Regions from separate parts of the Sus scrofa genome. Here region 2 is linked to region 1. The links are chromatin contacts, called in public HiChIP or PLAC-seq maps. All regions are on one chromosome and are shown on one strand. The core of a region is the stretch at or near the end of the contact, and the rest is flanking DNA. Distances in the headings are between cores, read along the strand shown. Region 1 has its middle 9.3 kb from the start of IL13RA1. Region 2 overlaps IL13RA1 (interleukin 13 receptor subunit alpha 1).

Region 1 (5,023 bases), core at 1,167-3,666:
CTGCAAGCCCTCCCTCTCTGGAACTGGCCCTGTTCTGCTTTCTTACACTTTGGAGGAAGGGCCACTGTGCATCCTCATTGGCATCCAGGGCTCCTCCTTGGGCCCCAGGTTGGGGTACTCTCCTTGGGGTCGCTACCCCAGCACCCAGCTTGGATCCCTGCAAACTTTTCACTGCACCCTCTCCATCCTGGATCTAACACCCCATCTAGGCCCTGTCCCCTCTCTGCACAGGGTCAAGTGCAGCCTTCAATGGCCCTGAAAGTGCTCCTGCCTCCCCACTCAGGACTCTAGGTTAAAGATTCAAATGCATCGTTTGCATGTCAGCCTTCTGTGCCTTCTTGCCCTGAAAAGTCCCCATTGTTTGTCTTGAAAGTGTAGGGTAATTTGTATTGACATTTGAACCCAGAAACCTCCAGTCCCTCTTGCCTCTTAGTGGTCCCCTCCATCCAAGGTGCCTCCCTGCTAAAGGGGCTCTTTGCATAGCTATGACACTGCCCTAGGAATCAATGCTCTCATTTGCACATCGCCAGAGGTCACTTTGCCTATCTGGCTGTTGGACCCTGGGCGAGAGGAATGGAGGTCTCACTTTTCACTTGGAGAACACCAGGTGTGGGGGAGGCTGGGGGAGCAGCAAACCCCGTCCCAATTTAGTTTCTGAATCATCACGCCATCTCACCCACAGCCCTTTACCTGGATTGCCCTTTCTAGCTCTGTGCTACTTAAAGCGGAATGACTGCAGCATCCTTGGCGCTGAGCCATAGCTGTGTGCACGCAGGCCCAGCCTCCCTGCGTCTCAGCCACAGAAGCAAAGGCCCATCACTTAGCTTCTCTGCATCCTTACTTCCCAGCCTTGCGGATTTGATGAGTTTGCTTTATGACACAACGTACAGTTTATTTTTGTAAATGTCCCACGAGTGTCTGCAGGACAATTCTCCAATTATGGGGTCCAGTGTTCTACATGTATCTGCTGAATCAAGTTTGTGGATCGTGTTGGTCAGATCCATGCACTTGCTGAGTTTGCTTTTTTTCCTGTTGGATTTCTCAGTTACTGAGGTGTGTTGGACTCTCCCACTGTGATACTCTGATGGTGGGTTTGTTCAGTTCTCCTTAGAATTCTGTTGATTTCCACTTTATGTACGTGTATTTTTAAGGCGTTTCTTCAGATGCATGCATATCTAGAATTGTTAGCGCTTCATAGTGAAGCAAGTCATTAATCATTATGAAATAACTTCCATGAATCTACAAATGCTTTGGCCTCAAGGTCTATTTCAACTAGTATTAGCATAACTTCATAAGCTTTCTTTTGCTTAGGGTGTGCCAGACACTGTTTTCCCACATCCTTCCTTTCCTATCTCTGCCGTGAAGTTTTAGATGAGCTCTTGGGAACAATATATAGTGCAAATTTGTTTTTTTTCCTATCTGATAGGCAATCGCCATCTTTTAACTGTAGAACTCAGTTCTAGTATGTCTACTATCCTTATTTCTACCATCTGATTTTGTGCTTTCTGTTGGTCCACTTTTTTTTTCTGTATCTTTTTTGTTGTTTATGGCTGCACCCACGGTGTATGGAAATTCTTAGGCCAGGGACTGAATCCTAGCTGCAGCTCCGACCTACACTCCAGCTGCAGCAACACTGGATCCTTTAACCCACTGCACCGGGCTGGGGATCAAACCCACAGATCTGCAGCAACCCAAGCTGCAGCAGTTGGATCCTTAACCCACTGTGCCTCAGTGGGAACTCCCTTTTGTCTCTATTTTTTTTTATCCTCTCCTCTCTCTTTTCTTTCTTTCTTTTTTTTTTTTTTTTTTGTCTTTTTGCCTTTTCTAGGGCCACTCCCATGGCATATGGAGGTTCCCAGGCTAGGGGAAATCGTAGGCTAATAGGAGCTGTAGCCACCGGCCTAGGCCAGAGCCACAGCAACGCGGGATCTCAGCTGCATCTGCGACCTACACCACAGCTCACAGCAACGCCAGATCCTTAACCCACTGAGCAAGGCCAGGGATCGAACCCGCAACCTCATGGTTCCTAGTCAGACTCGTTAACCACTGTGCCACGACGGGAACTCCTATCCTCTCCTCTCTTGAGTTCTTTTAAACGTTGTATGTGGAGGCAGGGGGGAGAGGGGGGATCTTTTTCATTGTAAGAGCTTGCTTTATCTCTCATAAAATATGCATAAGACTAGTACCTACCACAGGGTTTGTTGTAAGGATTAAATGAGATGAAGAAACTTACATAAAATGTCTCTCCAGTACCTAACACATAGTAGGCACTACTAAATGGGGACTATTATTAGAAGTTCTAGTACCCTTTCATCTTTAGGGTTCCCTTCTGTCTTGCTGTTCCGCTTCTGTAGTTCTCCTTTCTGCTGACAATATCCCATTTGTTCTCAGTCGCTTTTCTTTCATTTCTCCTTTACCAGTTGATTTCCTGGTTCCGTTCACCCTTTCTTCCCCAGGCCAGCTCCATGTTCAAGCCACAGTAGTGAAGCCCCTTCGGACACGGGACGCTGTGCAGGGGATCTGGGGCACAGCGGGGGCAGGAGGTGAGACAGCGGTGCCTTGTCCTCTGATCCCCATTCCACAGGCTGACAAAGGTACCGCCCAACACGTGGCCGAATCTGCGTGTCCCTCTAGGCTGGCCACGGTGACACTGGATCCGCCGGGATCATCGGTTTCTGTGACGTGGGTGCAAGGCCAGAGAACTTGCCAGCTAGGACACAGTTTAATTCTTAGCTCCTTGGCCAGATCCTCGCTGTCCACTCTCAGGAAGGGGCCCTGCTGTGGGAGAGTGGGTGTCACCTCACTAGGGATTTGTATATGTACTAAGCCTGGAAAGAGGAACCATTTGTACTCAAACACACTGCGGTCAGAGGAAAATTTTGACATCATTGTTGTGACAGCACTGCAACTAAATTTATCAAGTTATGTATTTTGCGTGTGTGTGTGTATGTGCTGCTTGGAGAAAGCAACGCATGTTTCCAAAAAGCAAAAACTCACCAGACCAAAAAGGAAGCCCTCTGCTAATCTGATATTTATTTGCCATGATGATTCCTTACTCCACTTACTTCAAATCTTTGCTTTTTCTGTGTCCTTTGTAGCATGACATTTTTTTCCAAGAGAGACTGTGTCACTGGAGGAACACTGGAACTTGCTGGAGTTTAGGGTGTTTTTCTGTTCTCTGGTGGTTTCCCTACTTGGCTTGAAGTAAACAGAGGTGCTGAACATCCATATATATATTTTTTTGTCTTTTGTCTTCTTAGGGCCACACCCACGGCATATGGAGGTTCCCAGGCCAGGGGTCTCATCAGAGATGTAGCCACAGGCCTACGCCAGAGCCACAGCAACGTGGGATCCGAGCCATGTTTGCAACCTACACCACAGCTCATGGCAATGCCGCATCCTCAACCCACTGAGCGAGGCCAGGGGTCGAACCCACAACCTCAGGGTTTCTGGTCGGATTCATTTCCGCCGCACCACGACGGGAACTCCGAACATCCATATTTTGCATGGGCCTCACACAGATAGGAGAGTCTCATCTTTTGATGACCATTAAGCATACACTTTGATTCTTCACAATAAACTGTAAGTAGACGCTGGTGGTATTTTTTGAAACTGCTTTGTTACAAAATGCAATTTCAACTTACAATGTAGATGAAATGCATCCCTGTTAGCATGTACAATAACAAAATGCCTCTCTGTGATTGGGAAGTTCTGAAAAAACAAACCGTATATAATGTATTGTATCTGTCTTCATTGAAGAGAGGGCTACTGCCAGCATGGAAACAGGAGCAATTTAATTTCTTGCAAACCACAGAAAAGATCTTGAGTAGAAGGTGAGATAAACATAGGCTGGAGACTGAGGTGCAGGGTGCAACACATCTAGGGAGGTGAGAGAGTTTTAGGAAATACTAGGAAAAGGAATGGAGGAGAGAGAGGGAGGGAGAGGGGAGAAAAATGGGAGCGAGGGTCTTCTAATTTTAGTAGTCAGGTGAATGTCTGATTTGAAGTGACGGTGAGGGGATTTTACCTCTCCTAGTATGTTCTAGACCAGTGGCTCTCAAGGTTTTTGATCTCAGCACTTTTTTTTTTTTTTTTGTCTCTTTAGGACCAAATCCGTAGCATATGGAGGTTCCCAAGCTAACGACAGATCCTCAACCCCCTGAGAAAGGCCAGGGATCGAACCCACATCCTCATGGATACTAGTCAGATTCGTATCCGCTGCGCCGTGGTGGGAACTCCCTGAATTCACTTTACATGAGTAAATTAGATCTCAACAAAACAAAAAGATCCGTTCCAGAGCTTTGATTTTCATTAAGTACTTACTGAGTGGAAATACAAGAAAACCCATGAAACTTTCTTTCCACATGGAAGCATAAAGGTTTAATTAGAAAGCTATTCCTCAAGAGTCTTTTTTAGGATTTTGGTTTTCATCCTCAACCTACGCTGTACTTGCAGGCAATACTGGATCCTTAACCCGCTGAGTGAGGCCAGGGATCGAACCCACATCCTCACAGAGACTATGTCGGGTCCTTAACCTGCTGAGCTGCAACATGAACTCCAAAGGTTCTTGGTTCCAAGGCCTTGGCTCCTCTCTGTGTATGTGCATTGCACTGATTAGTATTAAGTTCAGCTGAGAGCAACAGAGCTCCAAAAATAACAGTGGCATAAATGTGAGAAAACTTGTTTTATATAACAGCCCAGAGAAAGGCAGTCCAGGCTGGTATGAGTGTGTGTTCCCACCATGCTCTCAGGCACCCAGGCTATTTCTATCTTGTTGTTCCAGCCTATGTGGCCTCTGTTTCTCAGGTCACCTCATGGTCCAAGATGGCTGCTCCTGCTCCAGCCCTCACTTTTACATTCCAGCTGGCAAGAAAGAGTAGGATGGCAAGAAGAAGGGACAGGGCAGGTGTTTTTTAAGGAAGATTCTCCGTAGCTTCCAAATGCCATTTTCTTCTATATCCCTTTGGTCAGAGCTTAGTTGTGATAGTCTTTATCCTGGGTGACTGTCCAACTAAAAATTAAG
Region 2 (5,023 bases), core at 851-3,350, 58 kb before region 1:
TTGATCGCGTGAATGCTTAAATAAACTGGGGTACAGCCATATCATGGAATTCTAATCAGCAAGAAAAAGCAAGGAGCTAGTAATACGTGCAACAATATGGGTGTATCTTAAACGTTATGCTAAGTGAAAGAGGCCAGACTCAAAAATTGATGTATTGCATGATTCCATTCACATGACATTCTGGAAAAGGCAAAACTTTAGGGACAGAAAACAGATTAGTGATTGCCAGGGTATAGGATCAGGGAATAAATAAAGTTAAACCCTATCTCACAGCCTACATGGATAAACCCCCTACGGACTAAAGACCTATATATAAAAAACAAAATCTAATTAAGTCCTGGAAAAATATATTAGGCAACAATTATATAAATCTGCAGTAGGAAAGGGTTTTCTACATATAAAAAGGAAGATTTGAGTGCATAAAAAGAAAAAAAAAACTTCTGTACATCATTAATCACCCTAAATACTATACAAAGGCAAACGCTGATGACAAGCCAAAGGACTAATAACTGATATATTAAGAGAGCTTTACAAACCACCAGGGAAAAGATGAATATTGTGGGGAAAAATGGACAATGAACAAGAATTTTGCAAAATAATTCATTCGAGCCAATAAACATGTGAAAAAAGATGATATTTGATATGTAAAATTAAAACAAGATGCCCTTTTCTCATCTATAGCATTGAGAAGAATTTTTTTTTTAAATTAGATACATTCATGTGGGCAAAACCATCGCCAAACAACCATTCAGACACAGTACTGGTTGCTATTTAAGTCAGTATAACCTAGTTGTAATCAAGGCTTCTTGTGACAAGTTTAAGTGTGTGCATATTCTAATGCCACCATTTCCTTAATATGAAGGAATCATACCCTATATATGTTTAATTTGTCAGCATATAATTTTTATACATCAGTAGAATAGGTGTACCTCATTCTCTTTAACCTCTGTATAATATTTCATTGCATAATTGTACCATAACTTACTTAGCCAGTATCCTTAATAGACATTTACCCTGTATATCCTTTCTGGATGACAATTTGTCAATAGCAATCAAAGAGTTTAAAATGCACATAATCGCCTTTAATCTAGCAATCTTACCTGTAACAATATCCCAAGAAAGTAGTGAAATATATACATGCTAATATATTAGCTGTGAAATGATGCCTAAATAATGAAATTTTAGAATTCATCTAAATGCCTGATAATAGGGACTTGGTTAAGTACATCGTGATGTATTTACAAAGTATGATACTATTTAGCCATTAAAAAGGGTCTTAGAGGACCAGGGTTGGGGAACTTTTTCTGTAAATGGCCAGCTAAGAAATATTTTCAGCTTTAAGACCATGCGGTCTCTGTCCCAATAACTCAACTCTGCTGCTGCAGCATGAAAGCAGCCACAGACAATGTATAAATGAACAGGCATGTCTGTGTTCCAACCAAACTATCTTTATGGACACTGAAATTTAAATTTAATATAATTTTCTTCCTCCGATGTTTTTAACTACTTACAAGTATAAACACGATTTGCAGCTTACGGCCTGTACACAAACAACTGGTGGGCAGGAGTTGGCCCAAGATCTGTGGTTTACAGAGAAATCCCATGAGGAAGGTGGTGCTTGGCAGCAGAGTGGCATATGGAGGTTCCCAGGCTAGGGGTCTAATCGGAGTTGCAGCCACCGGCCTACACCACAGCCACAGCCATGCGGGATCCGAGCCACGACTGCGACCTACACCACAGCTCACAGGCAACGCCGGATCCTTAACCCACCAAGCGAGGCCAGGGATCGAACCTATGTCCTCATGGATGCTAGTCAGATTCGTTAACCACTGGGCCACAACAGGAACTCTCAGCAGCAGAGTTTTTGAATCTCCCCAAATGCCACAATAAAAACCACAAGTAGGAAGCCTAAGTAGGAAAGCAAAACCAAAATCCACGAAACAATCTGCAACAAAGCCAGATGAAAGTGAGGCCCCCGTGAGCCCTGAAATATGAGTAGGTGGTGACAAATCAGAGAGGCTTCAGGAGCAAAACGGCATTAGCTATGGGAGAGTATGGAGAGGAAATCAGCAGGGCATCTGGTAGATCTGAGAACTCTAAAATGACTCACTCAAACCTCAGCAGGCTGACTTATGAACAATGAGTCAGACTGGCAGAGGTTTGCACCGTCAAAGAGTGACCAAGAGCAAGGAGTCCACGGAATAGCCTGGGAGCCACCTGGGCGCTATGAGCTCTCGAGACCATCCAAAGCTCCCTTCCTGGGCAAAGTCCCACTCTGAAGAGAAAATGGTGGAAACAGACTCCACACTGGCTGGAACAGAGACAAGACAGACAAAATAGAAAGTCCAGATAAAAGTAGAGGAGGTCAGAAAGGAATTCACTACAATTCTGAAAAAAGGTCAAAAATAACAGAAGATGGAACTCCACGGCCATGAAATTAGAAAAAAAAAAGTCCTAAATCAAGACTCCTTCTAAAACTTCTGGGAAACTAATTTCATGTAAAAATAAGCAATAGAATAGTATTCTTACAGAATTAAAACATGCCAAAAAGCTGGCCACAAAAAAATGCATACAAAAATTATAATCTAATATTTCAAAACTAGCTAAAGTAGATTAAGAAAAGAGTTATATGATGTGGGAAAATGTGCATGATATGGAAGAATATTAAAAATGCAGAATAAGAACAACTCAGAAATGACATGGCAAAACTCAAGAAAGAATTAGAAGTAAAAGAAAATAATCCTTTCAGAAATGAAGACTAGCCAGAGGAAACACAGGGGCAAATAAACACACAGATAGTACCTTAAGAGAAACAGAAGATGAAAGGGGGAATTTTTTTAACTTAAAAGAAATGAAGGTGGATGAAATTTTTTCAAGAGGATGTGACAAATATAGAAGACAAGCAAAGGAAATAAGGGAACAGAGTAGTTGCTGTTGTGGCGTAGCGGAAACGAGTCTGACCAGTATCCATGAGGATGCGTGTTTGATTCCTGGGTCAGGGATCCGGCGTTGCCATGAGCTGTGGTGTAGGTCACAGATGCGGCTCAGATCCCGTGTTGCTGTGGCTGTGGTGTATGTAGGCCGGCAGCTACAGCTCTGATTCGACCCCTAGCCTGGGAACCTCCATGTGATGTGGGTGCGGCCCGAGAAGGCAAAAGAAAAGAAAGGAAGAAAAGAAGGGAACAGAAAAATGAAGCCTGGAAGTGAACACATTTTTACCGAAACTAAAAAAAAAAAAAAAAAAAAAAAAAAAAAAAAAAAAAAAGATTTGAAACTCCATACTGAAAAGGCACACTATATGCATTGGAAAAATCAGTGCAGAATTACCAACACGGAGACATTTTTTAGTAAAATCATCAGACTTTGAAGGAAAAAAATCTTCTGATAACCAGGCAAAAAAGACCAAGTGTTTTAATCTGGGAAGAATGTAATACTGTCAGCAGACTTTGACATTTTATTCCAGAATAAAACTGATGACATATTTAAGATATCCAAGGCAAGAACATGCAAGTCAGGGATTTTATATCTAGCTAAAATGACTTGCAATTATTAATGCAGGAAACTCCACCAATGCATAAATATTTCAGGAAATGTTTGTCCCATGAATCCTTCCTGAGAAAACTTATTTTTATTTATTTATTTTGGCCATGCCCCCAGCATATGGAAGTTCTTGGGCCATAGATCAAACCCATGACGCTTGGGTCGCTGCTGCAGTGACAATGCCAGATCCTTAACCCACTGAGTCACCAGGACTGAAAAAACTTTTGGAGCTTCCAAAAACCAAAATGACTGGAGAGATGTCAACATAAAGATTGGGAGTTAGCATCAAATACATACCCATACAGAAATAAGACTAAAGAGGACTATAAGGGGGAGTTCCTCTTGTGGCTCATCAGGTTATGAACCTGACTAGTATCCATGAGGATGCGGGTTCAATCCCTGGCCTCGCTCAGTGGGTTAAGGATCTGGCGTTGCTGTGAGCTGTGATGTAGGTTGCAGACATGGCTTAGATCCAATGTTGCTGTGGCTGTGGCACAGGCTGGCAGCTACAGCTCCGATTCAGCCTTTAGCCTGGGAATTTCCATATGCTGCGGGCGTGGCCATAAGAAGCAGAAAAAGGGGGGGGGGCTATAAGGGAGGCAATACAGTATATAATGGCCTTATGCTTGAAAATGCAGATAATGGATGGACAACTTTAAGAATGGGGAGAAGGGAGTTCCTGCTGTGGTGCAGCAGAAACGAATCTGACTAGGAACCATGAGGTTGCAGGTTTGATCCCTGGCCTCGCTCAGTGGGTTAAGGATCTGGTGTGGCTGTGGCTGGCGGATCTGGTGTGGCTGTGGCTGTGGCTGGCAGCTACAGCTCTGTTAGACCCCTAGCCTGGAAACCTCCATATGCCACAGGTGCGGCCCTAAAAAAAGCAGAAAGAAAAAATGGGGAGAGAATGGGAAAAACATGTAGAAACATTGCTTTTTTCAATAATCATTAACAATTATTTTACAGTCTGTCAAAAGTTCAGAAATCCCTTCAGCTCCATCTGTTTCTTTCTCATCTGTTAAACTCAAATAAAATAAATATGAACATTTTATTAAAACGAATTATATGATATGATGGGCTAAAAGTGTGGACCGGAGGATCAGGATGCCTGGGTTCAGATCCCAGCTCTAACACCTGTTGGTTTTGTTTGGATCCTAGCTCTGCTAGGTGGCAGCGTAACCTTGAACAAGTTGTACACAGTCCCTCTGGCTCTTCATTTTCTCCATCTATATAATGGAGACAATACTTGCTGTAGGATGGGGACAACTTTATAAGGGAAGTACTTAGAAAAGTGTCTGATACATAGCAAGAGCTCAGTAAGTATGAACTGTTATTATTGTTGTTGTCATGATTATTCCATTCACCAGTAAAAGCACGGCCAGCCCTCCAGAGGATGTGCATCGGTTATGTGCAAATTCTCCACTATTTTATACAAGGGACTTGCGTATCCATGAATTTTGGTATCTGACAGGGTCCTGGAACCAGT

What was found. HiChIP or PLAC-seq counts read pairs in DNA pulled down with a chosen protein or histone mark.
Region 2: an H3K27ac HiChIP or PLAC-seq map of alveolar macrophages shows a contact between it and region 1. The contact joins two enhancer-like sites. A contact is called at or near these places in 1 of 5 promoter capture datasets (liver), 2 of 47 Hi-C or Micro-C datasets (embryonic fibroblasts and heart right ventricle) and 1 of 2 datasets of contacts at active chromatin or transcription factors (alveolar macrophages).

The regions. Positions count from the first base shown.
Region 1 is chrX:97,289,129-97,294,151 of Sscrofa11.1, reverse strand. No RefSeq gene overlaps it. Among named protein-coding and RNA genes, the nearest start is that of IL13RA1, 9.3 kb to the left of the region's middle. Within about 2 kb of position 2,416, at least 10 of the 83 cell types and tissues checked have an H3K27ac peak or open chromatin away from gene starts, as enhancers often do. A contact at or near this core is called in alveolar macrophages, where this site is marked.
Region 2 is chrX:97,346,893-97,351,915 of Sscrofa11.1, reverse strand. All of the region lies in intron 10 of IL13RA1 (interleukin 13 receptor subunit alpha 1), which reads right to left. Among named protein-coding and RNA genes, the nearest start is that of ZCCHC12, 31 kb to the left of the region's middle. Within about 2 kb of position 2,100, at least 7 of the 83 cell types and tissues checked have an H3K27ac peak or open chromatin away from gene starts, as enhancers often do. A contact at or near this core is called in alveolar macrophages, where this site is marked.